2 separate regions of the Macaca mulatta genome follow, and region 2 is linked to region 1. A link is a contact called in public Hi-C data. All regions are on one chromosome and are shown on one strand. The core of a region is the stretch at or near the end of the contact, and the rest is flanking DNA. Distances in the headings are between cores, read along the strand shown.

The links. A called contact is a pair of places that touch in the nucleus more often than the background predicts.
Region 2: a Hi-C map of fetal cortex germinal zone shows a contact between it and region 1, with 2.0 times the contacts expected there. The contact joins the promoter of FUZ here to the promoter of ADM5 in region 1. A contact is called at or near these places in 2 of 14 Hi-C or Micro-C datasets (fetal cortex germinal zone and fetal cortical plate).

Annotation. Positions count from the first base shown.
Region 1 is chr19:62,141,629-62,148,284 of T2T-MMU8v2.0, forward strand. It overlaps ADM5 (adrenomedullin 5 (putative)), which reads left to right and starts at 3,496. Exons shown (of 4, transcript XM_015124606.3): 1 at 3,496-3,592; 2 at 3,595-3,610; 3 at 3,806-3,902; 4 at 3,905-4,277. The coding sequence starts at 3,496. The coding sequence ends at 4,195. CPT1C (carnitine palmitoyltransferase 1C) reads left to right here and starts at 4,535. Exons shown (of 19, transcript XM_077980870.1): 1 at 4,535-4,699; 2 at 5,871-6,025. The coding sequence starts at 4,666. PRMT1 (protein arginine methyltransferase 1) reads left to right here. Exons shown (of 9, transcript XM_077981014.1): 8 at 298-419; 9 at 1,836-2,121. The coding sequence ends at 1,919.
Region 2 is chr19:62,280,142-62,286,797 of T2T-MMU8v2.0, forward strand. It overlaps FUZ (fuzzy planar cell polarity protein), which reads right to left and starts at 3,215. Exons shown (of 12, transcript XM_077981024.1): 1 at 2,615-3,215; 2 at 860-969; 3 at 96-217. The coding sequence starts at 178. It overlaps MED25 (mediator complex subunit 25), which reads left to right and starts at 3,553. Exons shown (of 18, transcript XM_077980863.1): 1 at 3,553-3,675; 2 at 3,793-3,879; 3 at 5,299-5,423. AP2A1 (adaptor related protein complex 2 subunit alpha 1) reads left to right here. Exons shown (of 33, transcript NM_001266208.2): 32 at 96-217; 33 at 476-780.

The DNA of each region.
Region 1 (6,656 bases), core at 2,246-4,745:
AAAAAAAAAAAAAAAAAGAAACGGGCAGAGGGAGCCATGGGGACATGTGTGTTCCAGCGTGAGCTCTGCCATGTAGCAGTCACATGGCCTTGGGCAAGTGACCTGAGTGTGCAGTGCCTCAGTTTCCTCATCCACAAAAGCCTGACACGGTCCCTGTCTCCAAAGCTGAATGACAGGGAGGTGACTCACGGACAGCAGTCCCGTCAGCTGTCAGGGGGGTGGACATTCCAACAGAGGGAACACAAGACTGGGGCCAGGGCAGCAGGCCAAGGCCAGCTGACCCGCCTGCGCCCCCAGGCCCTGAGTCCCCGTACACGCACTGGAAGCAGACAGTGTTCTACATGGAGGACTACCTGACCGTGAAGACGGGCGAGGAGATCTTCGGCACCATCGGCATGCGGCCCAATGCCAAGAACAACGTGAGGCTCTGGGCAGCTGGGCAGGAGGGTGGCAGCCGGGGTGGGGAGCATGGATAGGGGCAGTGGTAGGGGGGAATGGTGGCAGCGTAGGGGATGGGGGTAGCTGGGGCGGATGGGGGCAGCTGGCAGGGGCGAGTGCCTCTGCCTGTTCCCGGGTCCCTGAGCCCCTCAGCCCCACGCCTGTCTACACAGCAGATTTCTTAGCATTTACTGGAAGATGGGCCTGGGGACCCAGGCCAAAGCCCTGTCCTCCTGGTGCTTCCAGTCTACACAAGGGGATCAGTGACATGGTGATGCCAGTGGGAGGTGACGTCTGTCAGGCTGGGAGCAGGGCAGACAGGTGTTGGCGTGGGTGACCTCCAGGGCAAGAGGCGGCCCCGGTAGAGCGCACAGGGTTTGCTAGCCCAGGTGGGAGGCATGAGAGGAGGAGAAAGGCAGCTTTTTGTTTTCCACTCCCCCTTTTTCCTCCTGAGCACCTGGTAGGAGCTGCCATCACCTGAGATCAGGGGGTTTCCAGGGGAGCTGGGGGGGGCTTCTGGGAGAGAGGGTCTGGGCAGAGAGGTCCAGTGTGGCGGGTTTGAGCAGGCAGGAGGATGGAAGGCCGGGAGCCTGGAGTCACCGGGAGTGGTGTGGGCTGGAAGAGTGAGTCCCGGCCCATGGGTGCGAGGGTGGGTGGCACTCAGGGCAGTCATGGAATGTGGGCCCCGGGACGCCCTCGAGCCCGTGACAGCAGCAGTTGTCAGCTGGGCAGTTTCAGTGCCCCCCACCCCCGACAGAGGACGTTCGTCACCATCTGTGGAAACATTTGTGGTTGTCACTCTGGAGAAGGGGTGCTCCTGGCATCTGGTATGTAGGGGCCAGGGGCTGGTAAACGTCCTACAACCACAGGACCACCCCCTGCAAAGACTCCTGTAGCCCCTGGGGCCACGGCGCTAGCTGGGAAACAGATACTGGAGAGGGAGGAGGAGTCCTCGGGGCTGTTGGCAACTTGATCCCCTCTTCCTGTGCTGGAGGGTATGGGGGGTCTTCCGGAAGCCTGGGAGGAGAAGTGGAGACAGAGGCTGGACCACTGCGTTTCACTGGAATGTTTGCCTGAGCAGAAGTGGGCTTGGGAGAGGTTTTCTGATTTATGAAAGAAGCAATCACTGCGTTGCTGATAGGGAACGTCTTGATGGAGAAATCCAAGGGCAAGGGATAGCAGCCAGGCTCTGCTCCTGAGTGAACCTAGTGGGCTTGAGGGTGTCCACGTGGCGCTGTCCCTTGACAGGGTCAGGACAGCTGCTAGGGTGGGACCAGCAGTTGGGGTCTGCAGTGTGGAGATGGGCAGGAAGCTGGAGCCCAGCGCATGGCCTGCCTGCACCCCCCTGCCACCACCTCCTGGTGGGTTCCGCCCTCATGCCCGCCCTCTCCCCACAGCGGGACCTGGACTTCACCATCGACCTGGACTTCAAGGGCCAGCTGTGCGAGCTGTCCTGCTCCACTGACTACCGGATGCGCTGAGGCCCGGCTCTCCCGCCCTGCACGGGCCCAGGGGCTGAGCGTTCCTAGGCGGTTTCGGGGCTCCCCCTTCCTCTCCCTTCTTCCCACAGAAGGGGGTTTTAGGGGCCTGGGCTGGGGGGATGGGGAGGGCACATCGTGACTGTGTTTTTCATAACTTATGTTTTTATATGGTTGCATTTACGCCAATAAATCCTCAGCTGGGGTCTGGTTCCATTTCCTGGGGGCAAAGGAGGTTTGGGGTTTCCTTCGCAGGTGCTGAGGTGCCAGCCTGAGCAGTGGGGGGACCGGCCTTGGAGCCTGCTGGTGGCTGCCATTCTGTGGATCTGCATCTCCCCTCCCCTGTCGCTAGGCCTCTGGCTCCCTTCCACGGCTCTCTCTCAGGGTCTGTCCCCTCCTCGGCTGTCTCAGGCTCCCTCCGGCTCCCTCCCCTCCACGGCTCTCTCAGGCTCCCTCCCATCCACAGCTGTCTCTCAGGGTCTTTGTCCCACTCTTCATCCCCTCCTGGGTCTGCGCCCCTCCCCTCTGCAGTGCCCCTGTGTCCTCCTGCCTGGTGGGGGATGGGGTTGGCGTTCCAGCACAGCCAGCCCTCAAGTTTCCCAGAACAGTCTCCCCACCTTCCCCCAACACTCACATTGTACCTCTCTGGCTGTTTTTTCCTGTTTGGGTCCCTCCAAGGCCCAACTGTGCCCAGCCCTCTGCAGCTGGGGACACTGAGTGGGTTGGGGGTGTATGTTGGGGAGGATAGAATTTCTTGTGGGGGTGTGGCCCTGCTTCCTCCCCTAGCATGGCTTGGGGCTTAGGGCTGGGGACTTGCCCTCCATGGAGGTCAGTGGGAGTTGCAGCTCAAAGGTGGCAGGGCCTACCCATCTTACAGAGGCCAAGACGAGGCCCCTCTGCCTCTGCTGCAGCCATGGAGTCTGCACCCACCCTTCTACCCTCAGAGCCTGGCCATGGGGTCCTGGGTCCCCACAACACTGTGCACTGGACCTCCACATTGACACAGCCCTGGCTACACCTGCTTCAGTGCATCTGGAGCCCTCACTGGCGGGTGCCTGACACCTTGGCCTTGTTTTCTAACGGAGGGGCGCTTCTTGGCGTGTTTGTGGTCTCCCTCGATCCACACCCTCCAGGGGGCCCCATGCGCACTCGTCCTGCATTGCCTGGCCCCCCGAGGTTCCAGGGTCTCTAAACAGCTTCCGGACGACTACGGGGTGAGGGTGAGGTCACATCTACAACCGGAGCCAGCGCTTCCCTGCCTCCACCCCTTTTCGTGGAATCCCGCTGCTTAGCTCTACCTGTGGGTGTCATCGGCCCCGCCCCACTTCCCCATGCTTTAAGGTGGGTGAGTCTCCACAGACCTCCCAGGGGGATAGACAGCGCTGGTGTGACCACCCCTAGTGAGGGCTCTGGAGCCGCGGTGCGTGAAGCGGGACCCGGGTTCGAATCCTGCCCCTCTGGTGTGGTGCGGCCTTTTCCCACAGACTTTTGGCCTCAGTGTTCCCCGCCTGGGAAGTGGGGACTGGCCCTGGCTCCTGGCTCCAGAGCCGCACCCAGAGGCGATCAGCCCGGCGCCGGAATGGGGTCGTGTGGCTGCAACTCCAGGCCACGGATCCTGACCCGCCCTGCCCACATCCTCATCCTGCTGTTGCTCCTCGCCTTCTCCGCCCAGGGGACCCGGATACTGCAGCCAGGTGAGAAACCTCGGTGGCAGCAGGGACGGGGCAGGAAGGAGACCGTAAAGGGCGCGCGCCCCCTCCCGGCCGCGGAACGGCCGGGTGATCTGTAAGCGCTCCCCGCTGGTCTTGGAGTGCTTGGGTGCCCACCTCCATCACGCCCCATTTCTCAATTCGGTTTGAACCCGGTTTTCTCCCACGCTCCCTCTCCAGGCGAGGCCAGCACCAGGTCCCCCAGCACCGCGGGCACGTCTGTTACCTGGGCGTATGCCGGACCCACCGCCTGGCGGAGATCATACAATGGATTCGCTCTGCCTCCACCAAGGAGCCCTCAGGGAAGGCCAGCCGCGAGCCCCAGAACCCCTACAGCTATGGGCGCCGCCGGTGGCGCGAGGCGGAAGCCCGGCTCGGTTCCCAGGACTCCGGCCTGCAGCGAGGGGGCCAGCGCAGTGCCCAGCTCGCTGGGTGACCTCCGGCACGGCTCGTCCCCTCCTCGGCTTCAGTTTGCCTATCTGTATATTGGAGCTTCTACCCCACGTGTCTTCTCCCCTAACTCCAGCCCCTGAAACCGCCTTCCCCAGTCCCTCCCCGGGCTGTGACTAGCTTGGACCCAGGAGCACAAGGGACCAGGCTGGACGAAGAACACTGACGCCCAAAGCCGAATAAACGAGAGTTCCGTGTTTCAGTCTCTGCTTCCCTTTACCTATTTCGACCTCTCAGTCGGGGCTGGGTCTCTAATACACCCTTCTCCGTTATCCATGCTGCTTCTCCCTCACGGAAGTCCCACTGTCTACCTTGAATCCAACCCGCTGTAGCGCCTCCTTCTTGCCAACTCAATCCATGCACCTTCCGTGGGTGGTTTTGGTGGGCCCTCCTTACCGCCAAACATCCCTCCTCCCTCCCTGGCGTGAAAGGGCTGAGATTTGCTCCGGCACCCTACGCGCCTGACGTTACAATGCACTTAGGGGTGGGCTGTGGCCTCCCAGGTGAGCCTTGTTCCTCGAAGAGACAGATTAAGAGACAATGCGCCGAGTGAGGAGCCCAGAAACCCGAGTTCCGAACAGCTGCGCAGAATGCGAGCGGCCAAATGGTGGAGAATCTGGCCGGGTAAAAGGAGACAGAGGACTGGGGATCGAACGGATGGAGGGGATTGGACGCCGTGGCTCTAAGGGGGCGGGGATAGAACGCGGGGATTGGAAGGAGGCGGGGATAAAACCCGGGACCTGAATACCCGGCTAGGGACACTAGAGACAGGAATCGGGGTTTCTGGGTGACGGTGATCTGGGAGTGGGCAGGACTCCAAAGGCCCGTCGACCCGGTGGTGGACTCCTTGCACTGGGATTGGACATACGCAAGCCGGAGATTTGGGGCCGGCGCTCAAAATCCGGGGGCGGGGGTGGACTCGGGTTTGGACCCCAGGATCCGATCAGCGGACCCCTGATTCAACGTGGTAAGTATTGGACCCCAGGGGCTCGGGCTCCTGAGGGGGCTGGAGTCCTGTGTCTAGGGTTGGGCGTGCAAGCCTCTCCATCACTTGTCCTCGACGCTCGCCTCCGCTCACAGTCTCAGCATCCCAGGCTGCGAGGCATGCGCAGTGGGTGCTTCCTTCCCCATCCTCTCCAGCCCGGGCAGGGGGAGGGGACGCTGGGCCACCTCAGAGCAGATGAATTTATAGACACCACCCCCCTTGCCTTGGCATGAGAAGCGGAAATGGGGTGGACAGCGTCAATATCTAATAGGTGTTTGTTTCATATGGGTCTAAAACTAATGTTTTTCTCAAGACCCCGCAACTCAGCCTGGACCAGTTTCCCTCCTCCACCTACCCCCGAATCTTCAGAGTCCTGTATTAGGGGGGAGGGCACTGCCCCCGCACCATGTTCTTGGCAGAGCAGGTAAAGGGGTTAACGCGAGCTATCCCTCTGGCCTCTCTACGCTTTCCCAGAGGCCCCGAATTGACGTCCTTCCCTCAAAACCTCCGGGTCTACAAACCAGGACCCGCAAGACCCCTCAGGTGCTTAGAGAAGGATGAGCTAGTCCTGGGTCAGCGCAAAGAGGCAGCTGGAGGCGTGGGATCCCTGGTCTGAGGGAGGAGGGGCTGGGGGCCTGGGCTTCTGGGTCTGAGGGAGGAGGGGCTGGGGGCCTGGACTCCTGGATCTGAGGGAGGAGGGACTGGGGCCTGCACTCCTGGGTATGAAGGAGGAGGGGCTGGGAGCCTGGACTCCTGAGTCTGAGGGAGGAGGGGCTGGGGCCCTGAAGAGTGACTCTGCCCGACTCCCAGGGCTCCAGCGTGACATGGCTGAAGCGCACCAGGCCGTGGGCTTCCGAACCTCGCTGACCTCGGACGGGGCTGAAGTGGAACTCAGTGCCCCTGTGCTGCAGGAGATCTACCTCTCTGGCCTGCGCTCCTGGAAAAGGCATCTCTCACGTTTCTGGGTGAGGAGTGCTGCTGGTTGGTTTCCTTCCGGGGATCCAGGTTTCTGCTTCCTGGATGTCTGAGGCTCACTTCCGGCATTTCAGTTGGTCCGTTTCTGGGAGCCTATCACCACTTTTTCCCGGAATTTCGATGTCTGCTCCCGGGACCCCTTTAGTTATTTCTCCCTGGCTCACTTCCGGGATCCACAGCCTCACCTGCTGTGAACTTCTGTTCACTTCTTTCACCCAAGAGGGGAACTGGGCCCCCCAAAAACTACCCACTTTCAGTTACTAGAACTCCATATCCTTACCTTATGGTGAAATTCTCATTTCTCCCTTTCATCTCAAGCTTCTTTTGTTGTTGTTGTTGTTGTTTTTGAGACAGAGTCTCACTCTGTCACCCAGGCTGGAGTGCAGTGGCACAATCTTGGCTCACTGCAACCTCCACCTCCTGGGTTCAAACAGTTCCCTGCCTCAGCCTCACGAGTAGCTGGGATTACAGGCACCCACCACCACGCCCAGCTAATTTTTGTATTTTTAGTAGAGATGGTGTTTCACCATGTTGGCCAGGCAGGTCTTGAACTCGCGACCTTGTGATCCACCCACCTCGGCCTCCCAAAGTGTTGGCCAGGCTGGTCTTGAACTCCTGACC
Region 2 (6,656 bases), core at 1,965-4,464, 140 kb after region 1:
CAGCTGGTTTTAGAGAGCTGGAAGGCCTCCGAGGTCATCTTCAACAGGGACTATCACCCAGGCCCTGTCCCTGTCCCACGTTCCCTCCTGGGGACCTGTCATGGAAGCTTTTCCACACCACAGTCGTGTTTTCAGTCTTCGCAGAGCTCAGCTGCACCTCCAGATTCTGCCCAAACATATGGACTCCATTGAGGGAACCGATGACAGAGAACGGGAGCTAAGGAGGGGTTAGGGACATCAGACAGGAGCACCACCCCATCCCCTCCTCCTTAGGACCTAAGCGTGCCAGCTCCCAGCCCCATCCTCTTTCCATATACCCTGGCAGTGCCTCTTTGGGGAATCAGGCTTATTGGTGCATTGCCTCCTCGGTCCTACAAACTCAACACTGAAACCTCCCCAGCCCCTACTGCCTTGAAGACCCAGAGTCAAAACACCGAACCCCCTTCGGTTTAGATACAGGTGTCCAAGGCCCCACCTGCTGACGGGCGGGGGCGCCGCCGCGACTGCTCCTGCAGAACAGGGGAACCCCGCTGGACGCCGCGAGGCACAGCAGATGAACGGTGCCACCCGTCCCCTCCTCCCCCATTTAGGACTCCCACCGCGGTCCCTCACGTGGGGACTGTCAGTGCCGGTCTTGGAGCATGCCGGTAATCACAGTAACGGCCTGTGGTCCGGAGCCGCCAGAGGGCGAGATGGGGAGCTGATTGGAAGAGGATTAATTTCCCGCCTTCTTCACCCAACTCAAACAGACCCTTAAACCCCATTCAGGCACCTCCCCCAAGCCCATTAGGTTCTCTTCCGCCCCGGCCGGAAGTCATGGTACCCCTAACAAAGATGGCGGCTAATTGAATTGGCAAACCTTTCTTGTTTCTCGGAGGAGGTAAGGAGAACCCAGAGGCCGGATTGAAGATGATGACTGCGCCAAGGCCTTGCCTAGCCACCATCCTGTAGGCTTTGATGATTTACACTCTAAACGGGAAAAACAGTTGTGCCCCGATCAAAGATTGCGACGGTCCCAAAGCGTTGCCTAGCAACCACATTCCCTCTAGGTTATAGTAGTAAACAACGTGCCCTACTCAAAGGCGGCGACCGTGGCTGGGTGTTGCCAAGCAACCACCATTCAGCCAGATTTCCATTCCAAAGCTGTAAACAGCTGTGCCCTGCTCAAAGATGGTGGCACGTCGAAGTCCGAGCACCTCCTTGGGGCGAAATCGAGAAAAACACCGTCTCCCCCCAACATTCGAGGGTGGTTGAGTCCAGCGATCGTTGCCTAGTAACCACCAAAAAAAAAAAAGGTTGTTTTTATTATTGGAAAAAAGAAAACAAGGAAATCCTTTGTCGTCCAGAATAATAAAAATAACATCATTTCTGTAATGAATTTATACATGGTAGCATACTATGTAAAATGTGAAAATATCCCTTCCCTAATTTTTTCTTTTTTTTTTTTTTTTTTTTTTGAGACGGAGTCTCGCTCTGTCACCCAGGCTGGAGTGCAGTGGCCGGATCTCAGCTCACTGCAAGCTCCGCCTCCCGGGTTTACGCCATTCTCCGGCCTCAGCCTCCCGAGTAGCTGGGACTACAGGCGCCCGCCACCTCGCCCGGCTAGTTTTTTGTATTTCTTAATAGAGACGGGGTTTCACCGTGTTAGCCAGGATGGTCTCGATCTCCTGACCTCGTGATCTGCCCGCCTCGGCCTCCCAAAGTGCTGGGATTACAGGCGTGAGCCACGGCATCCGGTCCGGGTCAGGTTTCTTTCTATTAAAGTAAATATAAAGTGGCAGGGCACAGTGGCTAACACCTGGGATTGCTTCAGCCCAGGAGTTTGAGACATGCCAGGGCAACATAGTGAGACCCCATCTCTACAAAAAATTTAAAAATTAGGCCGGGCGCGGTGACTCATGCCTGTAATCCCAGCACTTTGGGAGGCCGAGGCCGGCGGATCACGAGGTCAGGAGATCGAGACCATCCTGGCTAACACGGTGAAACGCCATCTCTACTAAAAATACAAAAACAAAAAACAAGCCAGGCGTGGTGGTGGGCGCCTGTAGTCCCACGTACACGGGAGGCTGAGGCAGGAGAATGGCGTGAACCCGGGAGGCGGAGCTTGCAGTGAGCCGAGATTGCGCCACTGCACTCCAGCCTGGGAGATAGAGCGATACAACGTCTCAAAAAAAAAAAAAAAAAAAAATTAAAAATTAGCTGGGAGTGGTGGTGCGCGGCTGTGGTCCCAGCTGCTCTACAGGCAGAAGAGTGGCTCCAGTGCGAGCACTAGAGGCTGCCGTGAGCCAAGATTGGGCCACTGCACTCCAACCTGCACAACAGAAAGAGACCTTGTCTCAAAAAATAAAAATTAAAATTAAAAAGATAATAGTAATGCAGTGTTTCTATTTTTCTATATTATTCATCAATAAGATTTGTGTAGCACATTTCTGTCAACAAACACGTTAGATTATTCCAGTTGGTAGTGTATTTTTCAACTTGGTTTATGCAGTCTTTTGGGAAAAATTAATAAAGACTACGTTTTCTGACTTTGCTGTAGTGCTAAGAAACTCAATGGCAGTCATTAAGATTTTTTTCCTTCAGATAGTTTTCGAGTTTCATTTGTCGCACTTACATTTTTAATCTACCTGGAATGTATTTATGTTCTAGGCCAGTTTCTGGCTCCTCTCCCGGAAAACAACGCTCAGGTGTTGCTAAGCAACCCACACTTGGGTTGGTATTCGGCTTCTTTTCAGGGGGAAAACAACTGCCCTCCCTTCCAAGTTGAGGACGACCTTAAAGCGTTGCCTAGTAACCTCGTTTCCGCCGATGTGATTGGATCCTTCTCGCCTCCCTCCCCCAGTCCGCCCGCCCAAAAGAACAGAATCAGAAACTTAATCTAACGGTTAGAAAACAAGGGCAGAGGTCCCGGCGCTGTGGCTCAGGACTGTAATCTTAGCACTTTGGGAATCCAAGGCGGGCGAATCACTTGAGGTCAGGAGTTCGAGAACAGCCTGGCCCACATGGTGAAACCCTTTCTCTACTAAAAATACAAAAATTAGCGGAGCCTGGTGGCGGGCACCTGTAATCCCAGCTACTCGGAAGGCTGAGGCAGGAGAATCGCTTGAACCCGGGAGGCGGAGGTTGTAGTGAGCCGAGATCGCGCCACTGCACTTCAGCCTGGGCGACAGGGCGAGACTCCCCTTTCGAAAACAAAGGAAACAAAACACAAAAACGAAAACAAGGGCAGCGTACGCGTTGCATAGCAACCAGGTCTCCCGCCCCTCCCTTTGAGACAAGAGGCGGACCCAGACGCCCCGCTCAAAGATGGCGGCTGACTGAGCCGCTTTCAATTTATTTCGCTCTTGAGAATCCTGACAAGAATTCCGTCGAACCCATCAGGCCCCTAAAAGGGCTAACTATGCCCTTTCTGAGTTTTCCACGCGGTGGAGGCGAAGGAGGATGGAGCTAGAACGAAGCCTCAGCGCGTGCCCCGCACAAACATGGCCGCATTCCCAGCGTCCCTAAACCGCCCGGCGCGGGTGCGCGCGCAGCGCAGGCGCATTTCCGCTCATTCCGCGGTGTCGGCTGCGGCGGCTGTGGCGGTGGCGGCTACCGCACGGGGTATGGTCCCCGGGTCCGAGGGCCCGGCCCGCGCCGGGGGCCTGGTGGCCGACGTGGTGTTTGTGATTGAGGGTACGGCCAACCTGGGACCCTACTTCGAGGGACTCCGCAAGCACTACCTGCTGCCGGCCATCGAGTGAGTGCCGTTTCCGCGGCTCTAATCCCGCCCTCCCATTTCAGTTTCCACAGCTTCTTGCCTGACTCCGACCTTTCACCTCCGACCCTCACAGGTATTTTAATGGTGGTCCTCCTGCTGAGACGGACTTCGGGGGAGACGTGAGTCTTGGGACTCCTGGGTCTGAGGGAGGAGGGGCTGGGGGCCTGGACTCCTGGGTCTGAGGGAGGAGGAGTTCGGGGTCTGGACTCCTGGGTCTGAGGGAGGAGGAGTTCGGGGTCTGGACTACTGGGTCTGAGGGAGGAGGAGTTCGGGGTCTGGACTCCTGGGTCTGAGGGAGGAGGAGTTCGGGGTCTGGACTCCTGGGTCTGAGGGAGGAGGAGTTCGGGGTCTGGACTACTGGGTCTGAGGGAGGAGGAGTTCGGGGTCTGGACTCCTGGGTCTGAGGGAGGAGGAGTTCGGGGTCTGGACTACTGGGTCTGAGGGAGGAGGGGTTCGGGGTCTGGACTCCTGGGTCTGAGGGAGGAGGGGCTGGGGGCCTGGACTCCTGGGTCTGAGGGAGGAGGGGACTGGGGGTCTGGACTCCTGGGTCTGAGGGAGGAGGGGCTGGGGGCCTGGACTCCTGGGTCTGAGGGAGGAGGAGTTCGGGGTCTGGACTACTGGGTCTGAGGGAGGAGGGGTTCGGGGTCTGGACTCCTGGGTCTGAGGGAGGAGGGGCTGGGGGCCTGGACTCCTGGGTCTGAGGGAGGAGGGGCTGGGGGCCTGGACTCCTGGGTCTGAGGGAGGAGGGGTTCGGGGTCTGGACTCCTGGGTCTGAGGGAGGAGGGGCTGGGGGCCTGGACTCCTGGGTCTGAGGGAGGAGGGGTTCGGGGTCTGGACTCCTGGGTCTGAGGGAGGAGGAGGGGCCTGGACTCCTGGGTCTGAGGGAGGAGGAGGGGTCTGGACTACTGGGTCTGAGGGAGGAGGGGTTCGGGGTCTGGACTCCTGGGTCTGAGGGAGGAGGAGGGGCCTGGACTCCTGGGTCTGAGGGAGGAGGAGTTCGGGGTCTGGACTCCTGGGTCTGAGGGAGGAGGGACAGGGGTCTGGACTCCTGGGTCTGAGGGAGGAGGGGATGGGGCTGAGATTCCTGGGTCTGAGGAAGGAGGAAGTTGAGGAGTTCCTGGTTCTGGAGGAACAGGAAGCTGGGAGCCCTGATTCCTTCTCTGAGGGAAAAGAGAATGGAGATCCCAGATTAAAAGTTTTTCTGGGCCGGGCGTGGTGGCTCAAGCCTGTAATCCCAGCACTTTGGGAGGCCGAGACGGGCGGATCACGAGGTCGGGAGATCGAGACCATCCTGGCTAACACGGTGAAACCCCGTCTCTACTAAAAAATACAAAAAACTAGCCGGGCGAGGTGGTGGGCGCCTGTGGTCCCAGCTACTCGGGAGGCTGAGGCAGGAGAATGGCGTGAACCCGGGAGGCGGAGCTTGCAGTGAGCTGAGATCCGGCCACTGCGCTCCAGCCTGGGCGGCAGAGCGAGACTCCGTCTCAAAAAAAAAAAATAAAAAATAAAAAAAAAGTTTTTCTGTTCTCCCCTCCCAGTATGGAGGGACCCAGTACAGCCTCGTGGTGTTCAACACAGTGGACTGCGCTCCCGAGTCCTATGTACAATGTCACGCTCCCACCAGCAGCGCCTATGAGTTTGTCACCTGGCTCGATGGCATTAAGTGAGCTTTTCCCCCACTTAGGGTGGGTTGGGGTTCCTGTGAGGGGCCGTGAATGAGGGATGGCTTGGGTTTGAGCTGCAGGAAACATCTCATACATGAAGCGATTTAAAGGACTTTGAAGGTGATTGTGTTTTTGTCAGAAGTCACTTTTGTGGCTTCTGTGTGCTCAGCAATGTTGCCAACCAGTTTAGAAGTAGGAAAAACTTCCCATTCAGGGAGGCCTGGCTGAGCTCCAGCAGCCACCTTGTACTTCCTGTGTGATTGTCCCCTTTATGTCCTCTCTTTTTCTATTTACCCCGTTCTCCTTTTCCAGATGCGTACATTGTAGTCTCAATGCAGGGGGATGGGTCAGAGCCAGGATAGATCCCTCTGTGGCTTGAATCAGACCTTTTTTTTTTTTTCTTTGAAACAGAGTCTTGCTCTGTCTCCCAGGCTGGAGTACAGTGGCAGAGTCTTGGCTCACTGCAACCTGCACCTCCCGGGTTCAAGCGATTCTGCCTCAGCCTCCTGAGTAGCTGGGATTACAGGCACACGCCACTACACCCAGCTAATTTTTTTTTTTTTTTTTTAGTAGAGACGGGGTTTCGCTATGTTGACCAGGCTGGTCTCGAACTCCTGACCTCACGTGATCTGCCTGCCTCAGCCTCCCAAAGTGCTGGGATTACGGGGGTGAGCCACTGTTTCAGGATTGAGGAGGACGGGAGAGAGTCTTCCGCTTAAAGCAAGAGAATCTTTCATTGAGTGCACTCAGGCCCAAGCAGACTCACGTCCAAAGACGGCCTAGAACAAAGACAGCACTTGACTTTTATACACACTTCACAAAAGGGGGTGGGCTAGCTTGAAGCAAACTTACAGTGGCGTGAAAGCAGGGATACAGAGGCAGGACAAAGACAGTTAATCAAATTGTTGTAACAGGTTTATAACTCAGGATTACACATAACCGTTGCTATGCAACCCAGATGTCCGTTATCTAGGTTTGCCTAGACACGGGCTTATCCCATAACCTTCACTATGGTGCCCAGGCAGCTCAGGCTTCTCATGACCTTCACTGTACTTCTTAGATAAAAGAGAATACTTGAAGTCATTAGTTACAGAGAACAGAAATCTATAAACTCATTCCATAAAACAAAGGAAAATTTGTTTTTTCTTCTCCCTATGTTGAGGGAGTGCTGGGAGAGTCTCCAAGAGCACATTAGATAATATTATCAAAACTTTTCCTGGGTCTGGGCTGTG